Regions from separate parts of the Danio rerio genome. Here region 1 is linked to region 2. The links are chromatin contacts, called in public Micro-C maps. All regions are on one chromosome and are shown on one strand. The core of a region is the stretch at or near the end of the contact, and the rest is flanking DNA. Distances in the headings are between cores, read along the strand shown. Region 1 overlaps pdp1 (pyruvate dehydrogenase phosphatase catalytic subunit 1). Region 2 overlaps rad54b (RAD54 homolog B).

Evidence for each region. Hi-C and Micro-C count contacts between places; a contact is called where the count stands out from the background.
Region 1: a contact with region 2 is called in a Micro-C map of caudal fin, with 4 times the contacts expected there. The contact joins two enhancer-like sites. A contact is called at or near these places in 3 of 18 Hi-C or Micro-C datasets (caudal fin, hematopoietic stem cells and an unstated tissue) and 1 of 4 datasets of contacts at active chromatin or transcription factors (caudal fin).

What each region holds. Positions count from the first base shown.
Region 1 is chr16:29,936,614-29,940,270 of GRCz12tu, reverse strand. pdp1 (pyruvate dehydrogenase phosphatase catalytic subunit 1) reads left to right here. Exons shown (of 2, transcript NM_001111158.1): 2 at 1-302. Among named protein-coding and RNA genes, the nearest start is that of pdp1, 5.4 kb to the left of the region's middle. Within about 2 kb of position 2,395, at least 8 of the 62 cell types and tissues checked have an H3K27ac peak or open chromatin away from gene starts, as enhancers often do. A contact at or near this core is called in caudal fin, where this site is marked.
Region 2 is chr16:29,858,980-29,863,054 of GRCz12tu, reverse strand. It overlaps rad54b (RAD54 homolog B), which reads right to left. Exons shown (of 15, transcript XR_012392112.1): 2 at 3,919-4,075; 3 at 3,487-3,703. Among named protein-coding and RNA genes, the nearest start is that of rad54b, 5.9 kb to the right of the region's middle. Within about 2 kb of position 2,249, at least 59 of the 62 cell types and tissues checked have an H3K27ac peak or open chromatin away from gene starts, as enhancers often do. A contact at or near this core is called in caudal fin, where this site is marked.

The DNA of each region.
Region 1 (3,657 bases), core at 1,146-3,645, 77 kb before region 2:
TCCACAATATCAGCACAGCAAAACGTTACCTTTTACCAGTGGAATGTATTACTCTTTTATGCTCACTTTTATATTCATGGCAGCTGCCTCAAAGGGGAATCATATCTCAGCTGTGAGCTGTGTTGGATCCTAATGTTATATGTGGAATGAAGCTAAACAGAAAAGGTCATGCTGAGCCCACTACAGAACCGCTTTCACAATTGGTCAAATTGCACCACCAAACCATAAATCAAGATTGGAACTCCTGGTGACATTGACTAATGTAGGTTCAGCTAATTTTGCACTGAGGAGAGATTTGTATAGTAGGGATGATACTGTGCCAAAATGAGCTTTTATATTGTATGCTTTCAATTCTTCAGGAGTGAAAAGGGCAAGAGAAACAAAGGTCATTTAAAAAACGGTGAGTGAGAATAGCTAGTAAAATGTATCCACATAAGTCCTTTTAAATTCCTCTGTAAGGTGTGTTGTATAATGAATGAGAGGTTGGCTTCAGGCGACAGTTCACTAAAAATTTTAATTCTGTCATTTATTCACCTTTATATTAGTCCAAACCTAAATACTTTATGCGCTTAAAAACAACATGCCCTGCTGGCAAAGTTAGTTGGACTCAGTGTTGTTTCAGACCCCATTTGACAATATACAGTCAACCCCAAAATTATTAATACCTCTGTGAAATTCTGACTTAAAGCTTTTTGTCTAAATGTTAATAAATAAATATCATACAGCAAAGGTCTCAAACTCGATTCCTGAAGAGCTGCAGCTCTGCACAGTTTTGCTTCAACCCTAAATCAAACACCGCTAATGCAACTTACTAATCAAGATGTTCAAGACTACTAGTTACTATTAAGCACGTGTGAGTTGGAGCTGCATTAACTATGCAGAGCTGCGGCCCTCCAGGTATTCAGTTTGAGACCATTGTCGTACATTGTCTTATTGTCTTTTGGGAGAAGCCTGTGTCATTTCTGGTCAATAAATACCTTGCTAGTTGAATAAAAGTAACTTTAAGTTGGGACATGAATAATTTCATGCTCCCGAGTTTTGTCCAGATATAAACTAAATGAAATGTATACAGGATTGGAATAACTTGATGTTAATGTTAAGAGAATTTATTATTTTTTTAGATGATTTAAGTTGTAATGTAACGTAATAGTAGCTGTTGCCATCACTTAGCCTAAAAGTGTTGGTTACAATGTCATACAAGCAGCAGTAATTCTTTGTCTTTCTTAGAACTTATAGTTTTTTTCAGAATGTTGCATCTTAGTTCCATTTGCATTCTAAATTTGACTCATAAGTTCTTTATAAATGCAACATGCCTTTAGTTGATAGTTTTTCATGAGTTCAAAGTTCATCAAAACATGCTTTGCTCAACCAAATTATCTTCTCATTACTCTACAAATCCAGATAAAGATGCCTGTTTTTTTTTAACCTGACAATCTATTCAAAAAGTTCTGTATTGTTCATTAGTTCTCATTGAACATGCTATGTAACTGGAGGCTTTACTGCTAACAACATGCATTTAATGCTGTTGGCCTTTGCTGAAATTCCTGTTTTGGCTTCTTAGAGCTGCGCTGAATTTCTCTGAAAGGTATTTAAAGAACCTGGTTAATGACACAACAAACTAGATGTGCTTATTTTGTCTTTTAAAACAAGTAAATACACCCATGTGCTTACACTACAAAATATGACCTCAGTGGATTTGCTTTTTGAATTGATTTAATTTACCATACGTCATAACATTCGTCAAATAATTACTGGCCACAGAATAAAGATTGGAACACTTTTTGCCCCAAGGTTTATTGAACAAGGTTAAAACCATAACTCTGTGCTTTCTTGCCTGTTTACAGAATGTTCTCAGTTCTTGCACAAGGACAAACAGCTGATTGCCACATTACATGTTTCAGATGATAGTCAATCAGCAAGCAGTGTTATAAAACTAACACTGTACTAAAGGTATAGGTTTGCTGAAGTGTAAATATAGACACGTGTTTGTTGGAAAAGCAGTTGCTTAATACTTGAAGTGAATGTATGCTGCAGCTCGTCAAGCTTGAAAGGTTCTGTATATTTAATTCTGTGCAGCATGTCATGAGTGTTTTAAAAAAATATATATATATATATTATTATGTGCTGGTGCATGGGCATGACTTGTGCAAATACTCTTGCTTTTTGTATTTAAAATGTTTTAATAAAATTCTTATAACCAAATAAATATAGGTCAGATTTTTGTATTTTGTTGAACTGAATACATGCATGTGGTCTTAAGAGATCAATGTGACCTTCGCTGACAGCAATTTCGTTTTATGCTAGGAATGCATATTTATTTAGTAAGAATGATTGAACTTGGTGAGTGTGTTGCAGTGCTGCCCAAACAAAGAAGTTGGCTCTGGGATAGAGGTTGAGTCATGGTGTCGGATCACTGTCTCTTTTTTGGCAAACTAAGTAGGTCAGTCTATCATAAGGCTCTATCATGACATGGCAGTTCTGAAATTTTAAATGTCAAGAGATCATCAGGTTCTAGGACACACATGCTTGCAGTTTTACATAAAAGGGCTGTGAGGCCACTGAACCTGGCTGAAGTATAATGTAACCATATGGATCAGAATATCTGCAGGTCTTTAAATGTAGCCCAAAACCTCAAAACTAAAGTCTTGTGTTGCTCAGGTATTTTTGGTGCTAGACAAAAAATGGATCAAGATAATCAATGTTTCCTTTTTGCCATAAGTCAATAGAATATTCAGTACAAATCATGTTCTATTGAGATTTATTTAGTAAATGTCCTATTATAAATCTATTTTAAATCCATTTTTGATTGGCAATGTGCATTGCTAAGTAAGTTATTTGGACAAGTTGAAATTGTTGTACCTTGGCCAAGTATTTATTTATATAAGGTATATATAAATGGAAAGCTTATTTATTCAGCTATCACGCATATCATTCTCAATTTTCAAAAGATTATGTTTTTTTTTGGTACTGGAGTCACAAATTGTCTCCATCCACGCTTCAATTTTAGAGCAAAAGTCTTAAATGCCTACAATCACGACATTAAATGTAGCTTTCTGTAGGACCAGTATGAAGCTGTATTTTCAAACTTTTATATATATATCAATTTTTTTTTTTTACCCTTATAAAACCATACTTTTTTATCAGTTTAATGCATCCTTGCTGAATTAAAAGTGTCAGTTTATTTTAGAAAAAAAAAAACTTTTGGATCAGTTTTTTTATTCCAGATATGCACGTTTTTTTATGCAAGACTACAAAATGCAGTATTTATGTTACCTGGGTCCTTGATCTTATATATTTTGCCTCCAAGGGCTTTTATTTTTTTTATTTAATTTTTTTTTTGAGCAAGGACATCAAGGTTTCAGACCTCGATCCTCTCCTGGTATCTGCAAAACAAGAAACCAACGTAATGAAACCAGTAAACACATTTTATACTTGTGATATATGCAGTTCTCCACCTGGTGGCGCCAATCGTCAACAAATTACACACATGGCCAACAAAACGACGAGCAATCAAAAGCGATTAAACCAACGTACAGGTACGTACGAATATGCAGCTTAATTGAAACACAATTCATAAATGAACATTTTCTGTTGTCTAATATAAGCTTAATGCAAGTGTAGGGAATATTTGTTTACACAGCCTGTGTTTTTTGCTAA
Region 2 (4,075 bases), core at 1,000-3,499:
GGATATTACATCATTCAACGTGACAACGTGTGACTTTACGTAGAGCTTACGACCTACTAACTAAATTTTGCCTTATGAACGTGGTGCAACTGAAAAAAAGAACAAAATTTAGTTAGAAACTAGCTAGTAGTTACTAAGCCCTTAGTGTGAACTTTACGTTACAGTTAATTACAACAATTTGAAAAACATATTGAGAATACTGTCTAGCATTAAGCTAAATTTTGACTATAGACTGGCAGACTGGTAAATAACTGTTAAATTGAACTTTCATACACTAATGCAAATATTAAAACAAGCATTTTTCCCCCTTAAACAAACCTGTGTCAAAAGTTTAAATAAATTTGAATGTAGCATATGTATGATAAAAATGTTGTAAATCAACCAAACCACAACTATGTTTATTTCCAATCTGGCCATCAGTGTTAATGTCTTTATTTTAATCTTAATGCAAGAGTTTACAATTTTTGAATTTTCAAAATATGAGTCTCTAAGAAAGGGGTTTACCATTAAACTTCACTTATAAATAACAAAAAGTAATCACAGTCTGTTTAAAGAGAAATTAAATCCAAGTGATTAAATGAAGCAGTTATCATATTTATGCACAGCTCTCAGCTGAATTAAACATGTGGTGACCGAGACCAAAAAAAAGACCTGTTATTTTGTCAACACAACAGAAAGTCCAAGATAGAGAAGACAGAGATGCCAGCGGAAAGTAACTCTTCTGGCACACGGTGGCAAACCTGGAATTACTGCAGCATCGGAAATACATTTAATGACAGCCAAATCCCTTCAGCGCTGCAGCTTACCTCTGGCACAGGAGTAAAAAGACAGCCAGTGTTTGAGACTACAATGAGTTTTGATTGCATATGACAGAAAAAAATAGAAATCAGTCAAAATGATGCTTGGGTGTCTCTTGAGTTAATTTGACCTCTAATTGGCTGTGTGTGACACTTAGCAACATTGGGGAAAGAAGTTAGTCAAAGCATTAATCACTATTTTTTAAATTAACATCAGCGAAGCCAATTAGGCCTCCTAAATTGCAAACGAATGGATTTAATTGCACAACCTATTATTTGGTTTAAACTCTCCTTTGGCTGATATTTCGTTTTTTAAATTGCATATGCCCCTGATGATGAGTGTTACTTTTGTTTTGTCTGTGTATGTGTGTATCTGTTTAATCTCACCTGTGGAGTGTGCTGGGCTCTTTGTCCCCTATGTGAAACAGCTGAGGAATCATTTCCATGATGCGCTTGGTTGGCTCCGAGATGCTGCCCCGGTACTCAGGCTGGGCGTGGCTGCGCTGAAGAACTTCCTGCTTGGCACTTTCTTTAAGTCGTTTATAGAGGGTCCGAAGGCCCTGCGCAGTTCTGGGGGGCCTCTCGCCTCCAAAACTATTATAGCGTTCTGCTATGCTGTCCCAGCACCGGTTCTTATCGACGATCACGGCGTGTTTGTTGGTGTGCTCCTCCAGAATTCTTATGTGAGGTTGAACCAGCCGTAGAAGATCCAGTTTCTCAGACAGGGTGAAGTTAGAGGAGCGAGCCTTGCCAACCATGCTGTTTGTCATGAATAAGGTAGACATCCTGCTTTTAGGCTGGTCTCAGTGCTCTAGGTTTGATCTGCTTCTCCTCTTTTCTCTGTTCACTTATGTGCGCAGGCTGCTGCACTGCTTGTCTCAGTTAAACAACACACACATGCACAAACTGGCTCTCAAGCGCACAGACGTAAGAAAAAGAATCAGGCTTAACTAGGCCAGCCTCGATTAGGCCCACGCCTACCCGGGGAGGGCTTTGCTGGAATTCCTTTTAGCTTAAGCTGACGCAGGTTCAGTAAAGCTGCTTAAGCCTGGCCTGACCTACATAACAAACCCGACTACATTAGTCTAGAAACAGCGGAGCTCTGTTGTGCCGCTCATAGCGGCGACATGTGTTGCATTTTTTAACGGCGAACGACCGAGTGCGCGTTTTGAGCGCGTTATGTTTCAGTCGCGTTAAGTCCGTGTTTTGACAGCAGAGAGTGAGTTCGCGCGCCCGCTGAAGCGCCAGAGGGAAACATTAAACTGACGCTTAACGAGCTCGCGCATTATACGCGTCTCGAAAGACAGTTTGTGTGTGAGGGAGAGAGAGAGAGAACTTCTTTTGAGACACCAGTTGCTGACAATTGCTTAACAGCTTGTAGTAAGCAGCTCTGCTCTGTCTTGAATCTGTGCGCGGCTGATCGCATCGCACATATAGTGCCTGTCAGTCAAGCGAACAGAGCGCCCTGATTGGTTAGTTTCAGTTAAAGCCGAAGTTAAAGGAGGGCGATAGAGGCGCAGTTTGTTCAACTCGAGCACTTGCTGAATTCTTTTCCTTTTTCCCCTTCTACTGTACTGAGAAAAAGCGTCTAAACCAGTTACATTTCCTCTTTATTGATCGGAGTTTAGAGCACAACAATCTAGCAAATTATGTAATCGTTTATAAATCAACAGATTATATTATTTATTAACGTGATATTTATTATTGGCGACAATTTGAAAAGTTAACAACAACGCTATAAACGAGAAAAAAAAGACATTTAATTAGACTGTTAACAAGAGAACTGGGTTAATGATGTTGAGGGCACATGATTATCAAACATCAACAAGAAATTATGAAAGAAATCTAATGAAAAGACATAATTCTACCTGTTGCATCATTAAAATGTGTATTTTTAATGAACAAATAAAAAGACATATTTAAATGTGGTTATTTAAATTGTGTTTTTAAATGTCATTTAATAAAGCAATAAATCAATGCTTTTAAAATAACTTAAAATAAATACACAATTTTATAAATGTTTGTTTAATTTATGTTTTAAAACGCTGATTAATCAAACAATAAAAACATATATTTATAGATCATTTAAAGTGCATGTAAATGCACTATTTAAATAGTTAAAAAAAGACATTTGACAAATGCTTTTCTCTTTATTTGACACTTGCTTTTCCAATTTAAAAGTTATTTTTAAATGCATTAATTTATTGCTTTACTCAATGACATTTAAAAAACATAATTTAAATAAACACATTTAAATATGTTTATTTATTTGTCCTTTTAAATAGCGATTAATTTACACACATTTTAATTTAAATTGATAATTTGATTCTTCCTTTTGATTCTGGCCAGCACTCCTGGTCCTCCATACTAGACACCAATATTTTAAAGAATCATAAAAAACGTAATCACTGTCTGGTCATCTGTGAGTTCACTATCATAAAAGTTAGTGTACATCACAATCATTTTATTATTTTGCTTTTGGTACATCATAGTCAGTTTGAACCCAGAACCCATGGTGACTGGAGACACCTGACTTAACAAGCGTATTTAATGTTATGTAACCAAATGAAAATACCTTTTTATTACACTAACCATACTGCTTAGTATTTATTGACATATGCCTTTAGTCAACATACATAATTCAATGATAACAAGGACACATAAAATATGAAAGTGACAGTGTTCTTACCAGTTGTTGTGCAGCTAGCATGAGTGTTTAGCGGTGGTGAGCGCCTGTCTTTATTTACTGATTCTTCGGGTTCAGGAAAGTCAGGCATAGACCTGATGTGGTTTTCCTTACATTCCCCCTGAGGAACCGCAGCACCAAGGACCCTGGCTAGTGCCTTACTTCCTACTGGAGCATCACTTGCAGCTGGAGCATCTCCACTACTCAAACACCTCTGGACCTGCTGGGAGAAATAACTTTTAAACCCAATCACAAATGAAGCAAAATGCACCTCGTCAGGATCATTTCTTTCCATATCGCCATTGTTGCCGCAACACACATCAAGAACTCACCCGAATAAACATTATTATTAGCATCACATATTAATAATGCACATAATAACAAACATTGCATGTCCATTTTTTAATTATCAGGTTTTTTAATTATTAATTTGACCTTATTGAGCAGCACATTTTTTAAAGCAGGTATGGGAGGCGGTGAGGGTTGTGATGGTTCTGGTTGGGGATCCAAACAAGGTGCTCCATCATTCCTCGCTGGACCCGGTGGCATAAATCTGGGTTTCTTAGCAGCATTTCCACGGAGCTGACTCGGA